Regions from separate parts of the Mus musculus genome. Here region 1 is linked to region 2. The links are chromatin contacts, called in public HiChIP or PLAC-seq maps. All regions are on one chromosome and are shown on one strand. The core of a region is the stretch at or near the end of the contact, and the rest is flanking DNA. Distances in the headings are between cores, read along the strand shown.

Region 1 (7,684 bases), core at 2,264-4,763, 550 kb before region 2:
TGTTTTGTTTTGTTTTTTACAGAGGACCTGAGTTTGATTTCCAGACCCCCATGGTAGCTCACAACCATCTGTAACTCTGGTTCAAAGGACTCTGACACTGCCTTCTGGCCTCGATGGGCACCAAGCACAGAAGTGGTTCATATATATACACACTCAGTCAGGGGTTTACACAGAAAACAAAATAAGTACTTTTAAAAATAGCTCAGCAGGGAAAACCTCTTGCTGCACAAGCCCAATGAGCTGAGTGTGATCTTTAAAACAAATGCAAAGGCAGAAGAGACTGGACTCCTGAAAGTTGTGCTCTGATCTCTCCATGTACACCCATACTCACACACACAATCATAATATACAGTATTAAAAGTTTTACCTCTGACAAACTAGGAGCATCGCCATTTTAAAATTTCAAGCTAAGGTCTTAACTCCTGTAAGTCAGTTATGGAGGAAATGGTAGCAGGCGGATCATGAGGAGTTCAAGGCTAGCCTCAGCTACAGAGTTTTAGGCTAACCTATACAAGACCCTCTCTCAAATCACTACCCTCTCCTCCACAAAAAAACAAACAGATCGGCAGTAGTCTAAAGGAAAGCACAGTAAGGAACAGTGGGATGTGTGTGTTCATTCACTCACTTGCCTTTCGGAGCCTCTCTTTATATCCCTACCACTTTAAGGGAATCACTGTATATATCCAACTTAAAGTCTCTCTCCCATTTAGCCTCCACTTCACCATGAGGCACAAGAGTTCATGTCTGTAATTCCACAACTGGAAGTGAAAGAAGATTACAAGTTCCAGGTCATCCTTAGCTACACAGCAAGTTTGAAGCCAGCTTAGGCTACATGAGACCCAGTATCAAAAAAGCAAAAATAAAAAACCCCGTGAGATACTGGTGAACCACGTATTCTCTGAACATATACCACTGAAGGTAGAGAACACATGAGTGTCTAGGTAACAGCCTAGTGACAGTGTTCTATGAACTGGAGACCCCGCAGCTACAAGAACTAACATACCAGCCCAGAATGAGCAAGAAAACAACCATGTGACTTAATTACCTAAAGCTTCTCTAATGACAGTGCCAGACATCCAAAATCAGAAATAAAGTGTCTGGCATTGATGACAACCCAATACTAATGATGATATACCTAAGGGTTATGTGTCACAGCTGCATACCAAGACTACCAAGACGTTGCCTCAAAAAAGAAAATATGAAAGACAGCAGATATTTATTGGCATGTTTGATGAACACCGATGAGATTTTTCTAACACGGTTTTCTGCTTTCAAGTGGATTCATTGGGGACGTGTAGCCAATCCTTTACTGGCCGAATGTAATAACAGGTGAGAGGAAGCCTAACGGCCTGCTGGCAGAGTAACCTCATGCCTCACCTAAACTACTTCCTGTTCTTCTAAATACACTTGATAATCATTCTTTCATTTTTCCCATAAAACTGTAAGATTCTTTGTGAAACATAGGACTAATATCCACAGCCCTTTCCGTGTACAATAAAACAAACAGATCATAAAAGCAATCATAAAGATGCCAGCCATTTTAAGCAGTTGATTCAGGTTATAAATTTACAGGCAAGCTCTCACCCTCCTAATGTACTTCTGCCTCTTGTTGACTTAAATGGCTTCAACATGAACTGAGTGTCTGATAATTGTAACTGAAGTTTGTGTACAGTCCTTAATTGTTCTTATAGCTTAAAACGCTTTAAACATTGATTGATTGCTCTAATCGGAAAGAAAGACAGGAAGAAAACAATAAAGGCAGTCTGTGTCTGCTTTGACTCTCATATTTTAAATTATAGTGTTAGGATAATAGCATGAAATGAAACTTTCTATTAAAATGTTTTTTTAAGACATACCATTACTTCATAATCTGGGCCCAGTAGGTTTTCCCATCTGGATTTCAGCTCATTTTCTGGAGAGCCTGGAACTTTCTCTGGATATACATCTATAAGAAAAAGAATGTCGAAGCTACTGTGAGCCAAACATACTCAATAAATTCTTCAATAATAGCTCTGCTTCGGTAGGTAAAGGGGAAATGAGGTAAGAGGAAAATGTATTCATTTAAATCTACCTAGGAATGTAAATCCCAGTGGCTTGCGAGACTAATAGAAAATGTAGAGCCACTGTGGTTAAACTGTAAAGGGGCTCTTGTTCAGGAGGCTTTGAAGGGAGGAGGAAGCGATGAATTACAAGTGAAATCTGAATCTATACTTTCTATGTAGACCTCGCTTAGTTTTATTTGTAGATCTTGCACAGATTTGATTTAAGTGCTAATCTTTTCAGAGCAGTGCCATTCCGACTCTCCAAGGGGACTGTAAGTGTGTACTGAGTTATCACTGTAATCAACAAGACTCAGGGAAACAGTACAGCCAGGCTCCCACATGCCAGGACAGACGGACGGATGGAGAGGCTGGCCAGCTAAAACCTGAGGTTTATCAGATAGAAGCTTTGGTTTTACACCAGCCTTTTGTTACTGCTTAATTACTAGGATATTTGTATCTTTACAGTGCTCCTGACTTAATGATGCCATTGTTGTCCAGGTGAGATCATTTTAAAGGTTAAGACGGATTTGAAGTGCCAGGTCTCTTCTCCATATAATCTTCCCCAGACTTTCAGAGCAGCAAGCAGTCTGAAGAATACCTGACAGAGAAAAGTCTAGGTACTAAAACTATCACTGCACCTACATCCACACCAATAGCAGAGGATGAAAAGGTCCCAGGTTGTTTTAAGTTTCTCATTTCTGCTGTAAGACTGGACGTGTCTGAGAACACGCATCCCAAGTGACATAACCATCTGCCTCCCGTCAAAGGTAACAGGCAGGCTCAGCCCTTTCAGCTTCAGAGCGGCTCCCTCTGGCTGCACAGCATGCTTAATTACATACTACCAATCATTAAGTTAAATAGGCTAACTTCAGAATCAGAGACTAAGACTAATGCACGCTAAAGAACTTAAGTTACTCCATTTACAAAAGAGCCCCCAGGAAATAACTATGTTTAACTGATATGCTAGATTACATTTGGGGGCAGCTAATCAAAGATCTTATAGAAACAAGTACCAAAATCATTTGGGTGGCATCGCTCCTTGTGAACATTTCCTTATGGAAGTCTGAGTTCTTACCAGTCTCCTACTTTGTTTTTGATTTCTCAGTATTTGAGGTGAGGGAGCCTGGGGAGGGGGAGGGGTGATGTCCTACAAGCCGCAGCACACCTGTGGCTGTCAGAGGACAACTTCTGTGGGGCTGGTTTTCTTTCTCCTTCCACCTTCCAGGGCTTCTGGGAGTTAACCTTGGGTTTCAGGCTCACGGCAAGTAGCTTTCTCCACTACACAATCTTTCCAGCCCCTTTACCAAAATCTTTAAAAGATTCAACAGTTTGCCTGTTCGGTTTCTCCCAGGTGTAGTTTCATATCTGTTTAATGACTCTGAACAAAATCTGCAACGTATTGAGGAACTCTATGCTTACAAATATAGCAGTCAGAGGCAGAAGGGCAGGAGGGTTACTGAAGTGAAGAAACTGCCATCTCACCAGCTCCCTTGAGGCTGGTTGTACCTTCAGGCACACAATGAAAGCACAGACAGCTCAAAGGCCAGAGGAAGGAGGCTAATCTACTTGCAGCAACTCAAAAAACAAAAAACAAAACAAAAAAGGCATAGAAGGCTATAACAAGACTATGCTCACCATGCACGTAAGACAGAACCTGACTAACAGCACAACAACCAGGAGAGGCGGGCGCACTTGCAAACTGAAATTATACACATGCATGGAAAAAGGCAGGGAAGTTCATTTTAAGAACATGAGTACAATTCTGTGACCACGTGATGGTGTACATGTTTAATCCCAGCATTTAGAAGGCAGCATCAGCAGGCAGATCTCTTTGAAATTGAAGCCAGCCTGGTCTGCACAGCAAGTTTCAGGGCTCCAGGGCTACACTGTGAGATCGCACTCGAGGGGGATGGGGGTAAGCATGGCTACAGCATATGGGAAGCTGACAAGTGGAGACAGGAGTGCTGTGAGTTCTAGGCTATCCTGAGCTATATAGTAATGTGTGTTCTCAAAAACAAACTATACAATGGCAACGGTAATGAGATAAAATACTTCTAAGACTATTTCTAATTTCAAGATGATTTGATTTTTCACCTAGCAATCCTTTGATATTTATCTGAGCTCAACTAAATTAAAAGAGTAACAATTAATTGCACTCTAGTGGATCCGAAGGGGCGGGGGAGCTCCTAAACCTGATCTTTAGTGAGAGAATAATACCTTCCTTCTGCCTACCGTTCTTAACATAACAAAGGGCAAAAGCCAGCTTCTCAGGAAACGAGTGTATTCAATATTTTAAGAAGTTTCTCTTAGCTGAGGGCTTCTGTAGAAGGAACCAAGCTATAACTCTGATTGCAGAAGGGAGTCCCGTGACAACTGAAGTGTCAAGGTATAGTATCAAAGGTGAAGTTTGGAAACAATTCAAAAATAGATATAAAACAGCCTAGCAGTTTGATGCAATTTATGGAAAATTCATGTTATTAACTTTCATGAAGAGGAAACACACAGAGAGATAGATAGATGATATAGATGATAGATTATATAGATGGATAGATAAAATATTTAGATTTAAATACAATTTATATCTAAATAAGTAATCTAAGTAATACTTCTTAATCTAAGTAAGAATACATAGTGATTAAAATGCTATGTAGTTGTGATGGTTTGTATATCCTCGGACCAGGGAGTGGCACCATCTGGAGGTGTGGCCTTGTTGGAATAGGTGTGACCTGGTTGGAATGCGTGTGGGCATAAGATCCTCACCCTAGTTGCCTGGAAGTCAGTCTTCCACTAGCAGCCTTTGGATGAAGACATAGAACTCTCAGCTCCTCCTGCGCCATGCCTGCCTGGATACTGCCATGCTCCCACCTTGATGATAATGGACTGAACCTCCGATCCTGTAAGCCAGCCCCGATTAAATGTTGTTTTTTATAAGACTTGCCTTGGTCATGGTGTTTGTTCACAGCAGTAAAACCCTAACTAAGACAGTAGTTATTGCATACTAATAAATATGTATTTGAAACACAATTAAACAAAAATACATTTGATGCTCTACTACCAAATATCTTATAATCTTAACCTTATGTTAAGATTACATTCAAAATTCCCCAATTAATTTAAATTTGGGGGGTATAGTATGAGGTTGGTGTTAATACTAGGAACTGAACCTAAGATTGGTGGTAGTACTAAGGATTGAACCTAGAGCCTCATTCATACTCTACAATGATAGTACATCCCTAGAAAAATAGCCCATCTGAAATTGCTAATGTGTCTCTACAGGATGAGCACCCATCAGATCTAAACTGCTTTTATATGGGTCGTTGGCTGCTACCTGATTGTTAGAATATTTGTAACTTTACAAAGTTCTTGATATAATATTGCCTTTATTGCATAGGTCTGAGTCTGACTGTGTATGCCACACCATATTAACTACAGAGAAGAAATTGTTAATAAGGTTGAAGTACTCCAAAGTAAAGGCTTTGAGCCTACCTGGTTTTTCTAAGGCTTGTACAGTGTTGTTTTTTAGATTATCCAGTCTTTCTCCAATTTCCTCTGCTTCCACACTCAAATTAGCTTCTGGTTTCGGGGATCCTGCTCGTTCTGGTACTTTAGGTGGTTCTGCAACAGTTTCTGAAATAAAAATTGTGACTTAAATCGCTAGTCCTGTTGGGGGTGGGGCCGCATGCAAATGGGCTGACTTCACTCTCATTCGTCCTTCCCAGGACCTGCTGCGCTGCATGAGATGCCAATACACTAAAGTGTTCTGTGAGGTAGTTAATCACAAAGATAGCTTGACAGTAGTCAAAGAAAGAGGAAGTAGAGAAAATGAAAGTGAAAAGGGTTGAACCACGACAAAACAGAGAGAGATGATTTACTATAGCTTTAGAAAGGAAAAGAAATAAGAAAGCAACAACTGGAAGGCTGTATGTTCTTGCTGATGTGGACAGGTATTAAGCCACATATGCAAATAGGCTGGACCATCAAGCCCGTGTGAACAGCCTAGCTAGCTCAGAGACTGGGGGTGGGAGAACTCCTCTAGGTGCAGAGAGAGCCTTCCCCCGCCCCCTTTCCTTAGCTGAAGCAAGTGAAATTCCGCAAAGTTGCCAGCAAACCACTAAGTGTGTCTTCAACAGAAGAAAGGCTGCACACGTCACACTTTACACAGTTGTTTTTTAATTCAACAGAAGAAAGGCTGCACACGTGACACTTTACAGAGTTGTTTTTTAATTCAACAGAAGAAAGGCTGCACACGTGACACTTTACACAGTTGTTTTTTTAATTCAACAGAAGAAAGGCTGCACACGTGACACTTTACAGAGTTGTTTTTTAATCCCATCATTTGAAAAGAATTTTTAAGATTTTAATATATCATTTTTAATGTGTACAGGTGTTTTTGCTTTCATGCATGTATATACATCAAGTTTGGGACTTTTGACTTCAGAGGACAGAAGAGTGTATCAAATCCCTTAAAACTAGAGTTATGAGTGGTCTCAACGACCGAGTTTCATGGGTGCTTCAAACCGAAGCTGGGTCCTCTGTAAAAGCTGCAAGAGTTTTAATCACTGAGCCATCTCTCCAGCTTTTTGTAAAAGGTGTAACCTGAGAGAAGACAGCCCCCACCTGGGGCCACAAGGTCCAGGTAGGGACGAACCCAAGATAATCACCAGCCTGGCACTACTAGGGCAGACTGGAAGCTAGCCTGAGACAACCACCAGTCCTGTGCCAGAAAGGCTCAGGCAGGCAGACCACACCCAAGATGACCTCAGCCCAGGGCCACACTGCATGGGCAGGGAACAGCATTGCTGAGACAAGCCCAGACCCCGAGACACCCTGGGTGCCACTAAGAGGAGCATGTAAATGGTAGAGAAATGGAAGAGAAAGAGAAGCAGAAGGAGGTGAGCGCGAGGAGACAGAACCAGGAAATCAAGGGTAGTGAGGAAAAGCCTGATAAGAGTAGCCAGTGATGCCACCGAAGATCATGATGACATCCTTGCCTGTGCTACCACTGAGGGCCATGTCTGGGTCCATGGCCCTGCAGCAGCAGGGCTCTGTTTCCAGGTAAATACCCCTGGTCTGGGCTGCCACTCAGTGCCCTGTTGATGACTGAGGCTGTGCAGGACTGGCTGATCCCTCACCTGGGTATCATGGGATAGCTGGCCTTAAGGGATGTGAGGGCAGGTGAACTGATCCCTCCCACCACCCAGAAAGCACGGTAGAGCTGGGAGGAAGAGTTGTGCGTTAGCAGAGCATGAGAGCGGGAGAGAGGGCCCTGGCACTCATCTCTTGTGCGGTGACACTGATGAGGAAAAGATGCCCTCCTTCCCCTACCCCCCTTGCCCCTTGCTCTTACCACCTGCAACAGGCAGGAGAGCTGGCTCTGCCCTTATCAGCTACAGCATTCAGGAGAGCAGACCCTGCCCCTTGCCAGGGCAACACAGGAGAGCTGACACTGACGTTGGGCCAGTGACTCACTGCAATGAACATTTACAAGCAAAGAAGTATGGACAAAAGTGTAGACTGTGGGACACGCTGTGACACACCACAGCTTCCACAGTATGATTTTTTTTTTTCCTTTTCGGGGAGACTGCAAGGGGGGAGGACAGGAACGAGAGGACCAGGAAATGAGCGAGATTGGGGTACAGAAT
Region 2 (7,120 bases), core at 3,009-5,508:
AGCCATTCATTAGCTGAGGACTCCAGACATGCCTAGATCTATCAGGTGCGATGTAGATAGAAAAGTGTGTCACCTGATATTTGTCAGGCTTTGCAAGCACAATAATAATGTTATTATAGGAATTCACTTTAACTTTTAACTCAGAACTAGGGCCTATTTCAAAAATGGCCATGATTTTAACAAGCATATTATATAAATTCTCTGCCACTTACTATCTGAGCTACTGTTATTTGACAAAGTAAGCACTTATAAAGCATATTCATGCCACTAAACTATCAAATATAACATAGCAGCAGACAGGGAAGCCCTGAGAAAGCAAGGCTCAGCTATAGAACCAATGAACTGGAAGCACAGGTTCTGAGAACACAAGAACTGCCCCACAGATGAGCAACTGGGAGATAAATACTCTAGAAAAACCATCTCTGAAATATCCAGAGCCAGCGGTTTCTCAGCTACAACCTGGAAGCTACTGGTGATGACAACCGTAAGGGGAAATCCTTGTCTCACCAGTGAGCAACTATGGCGCTCAGGTACTGTGTGAGACTTCCTGCTGACTGAGAGGCATCCCGTTTCAAAACTCCATTAGCATCAGACCTCACTGTTGTCGATCTCTGTCATCTTAGAGAGCCTACACAAGACATCAGCAAACCACCTGCTTTCCAGGATATTGCATGTTTATCTGCAAGAGCTGAGAATGGAACTCCATTTAGCTCTGTGGTCGAATCCAAACTGGAGAGGCAATTTCTAGCAAGCAACAATGTGGTAAGCTCTTAGGAGAACCCAAGTGAGGTTATCATGATCAAGAGGTTGGCACCACCGCCCCCCCCCCCAAGCCTTAGTCCTGAACTTACTCTACATACAGGCGAGAAAAGAGCAGTCTGAGAATGGCAGACACCTTTCATCTAGGTTTGGATTGATTGGGAAGAACTTCCAAACTCCCATGCTCCTGAGAAACTCTACAATGCATTTGTTTGTTTAAAGCACGTTTCAAGATGGTTTTCAATTTTAATATCTTTTCAAGTTTTTGTACATCAATATAATTGTAATATAATTGTAAACCACGTTAAGTCAATAGTTTTTGCTTAAATGGCATACATCTTTCACTGTTATGAATGATACAACTGAGTCCCTTTGCATACCTGAGACATCAGTGATATTTATATTGCTTGATCAGAGACCAACAGACACGCAAGTGTGCACATGAACATGCACACACACATCGAGACAGAGACAGGGACAGACAGACAAACAGACCATCATTTGTCTGCAGCAAGAAAGGTAAAAGCATCCGGGAGTTGAGTAAAGTGCACTTAGCATTCAGGCCATTGTCTTACCCGGTTGTGGTAAATGCTTGAGGGAAAGTGGGTTTAACTTTATCAGCTCTCCTTTTTAGTTAACTGTACTCAAGTAATAACAGATATTCTGGATATAGTATGTGCTATCAGGGGCACATTATCCAAGGAAAATAGTAAAATAAGATCACGAGAGCTGAAGTTCTCCTAACTCAAGTTCAGTTTGAGTTGAAAACCACATTTCATTTGCCAGCGCAGATTTAAATGACATATCACCAACTGGAGATGAAAACAGAAAAGGAAAAAAAGAAACCACACAGGCCCCATCATGAAGTGGGTGACATATACTAGCTCATCCTTGGAGATGAGGACTTACAGTCTGTCCCACATGAACACATATCTTCACATCCCTCGTCTCCTGTTGACACTGCAACATTCACACATCATCTATATCAGGCACACAGAGCCTCCAACTCACATGGTATCCAAGCGCGGAGCATCAAACCCGATGCAGTAGTGGACTCAAATATCAACTGCCCGCAGACATGTTTAAGGGTCTGGATAAGAGCATGGGGGACAGTTGGAGTAGCCATAGCTCTTCACGTGCATCAGGTCTGAGATTTGTCTTTGTGACTCTTTGGGTCGTACTTGGGTTTGTTTGTTGGTTTTGTTTTGTTTTGTCTGTCTTTTCTTCTGGTGCAGTTACAGCAATTGATCCAACTGCCTAATACCAGCCACCGAGGCCCAATCAGGGGAAACCCTGGTGCAGCAGAGGGGAAGTAAAGGAAGCTTCCTCAGATCTCTCTGCCAGACCACTAATGGTGAGCAGGCCACAGTGTGAAGAAGCAGGGAAAACCAGCTCGCTCAAGTAAAAAGCTAACGCAGCTGCCAAATTGAAAATAAGTATGGTCTACTTTCGATTATCCACAAGTGGTTTAACCACAGAGCCTCCATCTTCCTACACTCAACCTCAGTCTGGGCTGAAACCCAGACACCAGGCAGAGCAGGGGTCTGCAAGCTTGAATGTAGTGTCTGTGTCGGAAAGTGTGGTCTCAGAGGTGCAGAACTGTGGATGTCTTTTTACAGAGCAACTCATAAACTTCTTCTTTACAGGGACAGTGTAATATATACAGGAACGGTCAATGATAGTAAAAGCATCCTTTTTCTGGTGCTATGGAAAATGTCTTTGAAATTCATAAGCAGACGCTGAGTACAGGGGAAAAAAAGTGTCCTGAGAAATGCTGTTCACTCGTTCAGTTAGGCAAAGGGCTTTGTGGAGTCTTTCCTCTGTTATCTGAGAGGCACCATTGTAGACACTGTGCCTACCTTGGGGGACTCACAGTCGATGCTGGATAATACACACTTGGAATTCCAAAGTCATGATTTCTGAGACCCAAACTATGCTCCTGTAGGTGAACACTACAATGTAATTTCCTCCTTGGCTCTGAAGAACAGTAAACCTTAGTTTGGATCCCAAAGACGACTCAGAAGAAATTTTTCAATGGGGTATGAGGCAAAACAGTGATGGTCTCCCCCCATCGCCTACCCACTCATCTATCTCCCCTTTGAGCGCAGATCTTGGTGTCAGGCATCATGGTCCTTTTAGTTATCCTAAGACAAATAAGCTTTCTGCTACAGCTGCGAACCTAACAATCCAATAGACTCATCTAAATTCACATTGCAATTAGGTAAGTGATGAAGGCCCAAACCTTCAGGAACACTGGGTATCATTTTTACTACAGTATCCTCCCCACTAAATTTCTACTGGGCATAATATATAGGATAAAATAGCTAAGGAGACTGACTGTTGGTGTTCCTGACTGCCTCTAGATCTCTATCAACTACCTTCAAAATCAGGTGATTCAAATGTTCAGAAAATCAGGTTTCCTTAGAAAATATAATGGATTGTGAAAGACATGAAACCTAAGTAATTCATGAATTCCGTTTTTCTAAAAACATAGTTATTATTTAATATCATAACTAAATAAACAGTAATTTGGGAAATTATTTCTGAACTGTGCCCAACTGCTGCTTCAAAAAAATAAATAAATAAAGAAAGAAAGAAAGAAAGAAAGAAAGAAAGAAAGAAAAGAAAAGAAAAGAAAGAAACCACTGAATGCAAATTTCCATATTAAGACAGTTTCAGTACATCTCAGTGGACGGGGTGATACAACGGTGTTTTTCTTATCTTGCCATTAAATTGAGCACTGGGCTGGAGTGTGGCTCAGTAGTAGAGTGCCTGCCTAGCATTCGTAAGGCCCGCAGTCTGATTTCTATCACTGCACCCAAAGGGGAGGAAGGGAGTGAATTTTCTTTAGAAAGCTCTTAAAAGGCAATAGCTCTACATATACTCTGCTTCTTAACAATGGTGCAGTTCACTCAACCAGGGAAGCAGGGAGGTTATACTGATACCCATAAGCCACAAGTGTACAAACTTCCTTCCTAATACATCATGCTCCTGCAATCTATTTCCTGACTTGAAATTTATTGCTATAAATACAGAGAATGAAGAATGTGAAGTGGTGCCAACTCAGCCATCACTCTGGCTCCAATCCTTGGCTAAATTTATGCATTTCTCTGGTTTGTTTAAATGCCAAAGACTTAGGCACACTAGAAAGATATTACTCTTTTCTCTTTGGTGAAGAAGCCCCACCTGCCCACTGCATGCAGATGGAAGTACAAGAGAGCCAAGGGCAGAAAGATAAAAACGTGCACTCAGCTGATGAGAACAGCAGGCTTCAGATGCCCAGGCGGAAAGGCATGAACAGGGCTCATCGTTCAGTATCTTGTACCTTTCCAAAGCTGCAGCCATTTTTCTAACATTTGTGCAGTGGATTTTTTTCCTTTTTTTGTTTGTTCCTTTGTTTGTTGTCTTTGCCTTAGATTTTGCAGTGGTGGGTAATCAAGCCAGGGCAGTACGCATGCTAGGCAAGTAAGCCCAGCCGCAAATAGATTCAATAGAAGAAGGGCTAACGATGTAGCTTAGTAGCAGAGGGTTTGCCTAGCATGCAAAATGGCCTGGCTTTCATCCTGGACACAAAGAAGGTTTTCTGTTTCTGTTTTTGTTTTTAATTTTTTTGTTTTAATGTTAATGGAATGAAGTGTGATTCAGCACAAGAAATATAGAGACAAACGGGCCATACTATGAAGAGTCCATAAAGATAAACTCAGTACAAAGTGATCTTCAAGATCTAGGACCAAGTGAAGAGCCTTAGAGTAGACCTTAACGTATGTCTAAGAATCTTCCATCTTCTTACATTGTAAGTTAGTGATGGTAATGTGACCCTAAGGATAGATATTCAAGTTGGAGTCACTGAAAACAAGGAACTTTTCTCTGAATTCTGCAAGGCCATAACACAGCACATCTGAGTAGTTTCCTTATTTGTTAGCTACCATTGGGTAATGTGAACATTTTCTTTATAGCTCACACACCTTTCTTTGTAATCTTATTTCACTTAAGGAAAGCCACCTTTCCTATTTAAGTTGAGAAGACCCTGTTCTAAGAAACTCAAAACCATTACGGTCTCCCCTGTAATTCAGATATTCTTATTTTTAAATCAACTCATATTGCTTGGCTAACATCCGTTTCTATCCTATAATACACAAGTCTAGTATTTGGTGACTTTTGAAGTAGACATATTTTCATAATCATAAATGTCTAACAGTATTCTAACAAAACAAAACAAAAACCAAACAACAGCAAATAAACAAACACCACCTGGGGGGTAGTACATTAGGATGTTAATTATTTTCATATGGCAGAATATGGATGCCTTCTATTCCTTATATTTTGAATATCTGAATATCTACAATGATCTCAGTTGTTATCTTAAAGATTTCTTTTTTTATAGTATTAATTATGTGAATGTTTGTATGTTGATATGTGTGTGTTTGTGCACATGTACACAAGTGTCCTCGGAGACCAGGAGAGGGTGTTAGCGTCCCTGGAGCTAGAGTTTCAGACAGACAATTTCGAACCACTCAGTGTGGGGTTGGGAACTAATAATGTGGGTTCCCTGTAAGAGCAGCAAGCACTCTTAGCCATGGAATCTACCTTTCTAGCCCCTCTACATTTCATTTTAAGATTATAAAATTACCTATTCAAAGTTTACTCAAATGCTCTAATACATACCTCAAAGGCTATAAATCTTTATCTTTGCAGAAATTACATGGAAAATGAATTTGAAATCCTACAAAAATAAATAAATACTGCACAAAACTCGTTGGGGAAAAATGGCTGTATAGTCCTAGATGGTTATTGATGGCTCCCAAAATAGTTAATATGTTCACAAATAACACTATTGCTAAATGAATGGGTTTATGCTTCTAAAGTGAAACATGTAAATCCATTAGAAAATGTAACTTTTTCAAGTATTTATTTTCTCTGAAAAATTAACATTCACTCAGTAAAATAGAAAGAAATGAACACATTTCTGATATTTTTTAAATATGTAGGTTTAGTTTGTAAGTTTCCTTAATTTGGAGAGACTTTGGGGTCCATTTCCTATGCTCTTCCAGTGTTTGGGGGAATTCTGCCTCCTACCAAGAAGCACTGGGAGTGAATTCCCTGTTATTTGGTCCTCTAATTAAGGGGACTATTGCTATGGTGATCTTCACTCAGAGTTTCTCCTAAATGTGTTAGAAACCAAGTATGTTTAACTGCCTGCTACCAAATCACCAAGAAACCATCCAACCGTGTCTGAGACCCTTTAAGGTCTTACATTTTAGACTTCTGGCATTCTTATAAAAAATTTGAAAGCATATCCTACAGTAGAGCTTAAAGTGTATTTTATAAAAATCAACAAAACAAAAGAATGCCAAGGCAGCCTTGTTAGTAGGAGAATGGAAGCTGCTTTCTATGTTAAGGCTCTGTGCTATGCATCCTGCAGCAGCCGCCTCTGTGTGTAAAAACCTGTGCTGTGTGTCCTGCGGCAGACCTCCTGAGGCTCTGACACCCCAATATGAGTCTGTTCCTTCCCTTCCTACTTGGCAGAAAGTTAGCTTGTCTATGGTCACCTTCCATAGCTTCAGTTCACATATGCTTGATTCCAAAGACTGTTGTTTTTGGAACTGAAAAGGTAAGAGTTTAGGTATTCTCAAACCTAAATTACAAACACAAAGACAAAAGGTATATGGCACAATACTTTTTCTTTGTATTTTATAAGATCTGCATAGTTCTCCCTCCCCCTGCTGAGCACACTGTAGTCAGGATTCAGACACAACATTCCAAAGCTAGTCATGAGAAAAACTGGGGCAAAAAGAGTGACAATCTACATAGGCTTGTTGCAGAGACTCTTCAGAGAGAAGAAAGTGGTTGGGATGTTGTGAGTGGCAACAGAGCCAAGAATGACCAGTTAAAGTGAAGGGGTTGGAGGAGCCAAGCCGCCTTACTTAGCTCAATGCAAAAGGAAGTCCTCCTATGATCCTGCAACAGATGGACTGGTGTGCTGGAGTGTTCTCTGTGGGAGTTGGGGTTCAAACGATGTAGATAGTGCACGTCAAGCCACATACACAAGTGAAAACCACACACTTTGTCCAAGAGAAAATAACATGACATTTTGTTTTAATCTTTAAACAAACTTTTTTTTTTTTTTCTGAATAACTGTCCTGTTCCTATGCAGAGGGGCAGAGAAGGTTTTTCATGCACGGGTGGCTTCACTGGTAAAGTCAGAAGTCCCACTTCACCAGACAGAGCCCTAGGAATCCCATCTGGGTACATGTGAACGGTGCTTTTGTGGTCAGAGAGAGTGCCCACAACTACATATTCTTGAGACTCCTCCCACCCCTGAGCTATCAACTGAACCCCAAATGCTGATGAGTACATATCA

What was found. HiChIP or PLAC-seq counts read pairs in DNA pulled down with a chosen protein or histone mark.
Region 1: a contact with region 2 is called in an SMC1A HiChIP or PLAC-seq map of large pre-B cells, with 5 times the contacts expected there. The contact joins two enhancer-like sites. A contact is called at or near these places in 1 of 15 datasets of contacts at CTCF or cohesin (large pre-B cells), 1 of 115 datasets of contacts at active chromatin or transcription factors (large pre-B cells) and 1 of 9 other capture datasets (adipose tissue).

What each region holds. Positions count from the first base shown.
Region 1 is chr4:98,435,315-98,442,998 of GRCm38.p6, reverse strand. It overlaps Patj (PATJ, crumbs cell polarity complex component), which reads right to left. Exons shown (of 44, transcript NM_172696.2): 12 at 5,529-5,669; 13 at 1,857-1,945. Among named protein-coding and RNA genes, the nearest start is that of Patj, 43 kb to the right of the region's middle. Within about 2 kb of position 3,513, at least 12 of the 459 cell types and tissues checked have an H3K27ac peak or open chromatin away from gene starts, as enhancers often do.
Region 2 is chr4:97,891,224-97,898,343 of GRCm38.p6, reverse strand. The region is part of intron 2 of Nfia (nuclear factor I/A); the gene reads right to left. Among named protein-coding and RNA genes, the nearest start is that of Gm19417, 26 kb to the right of the region's middle. Within about 2 kb of position 4,258, at least 31 of the 459 cell types and tissues checked have an H3K27ac peak or open chromatin away from gene starts, as enhancers often do.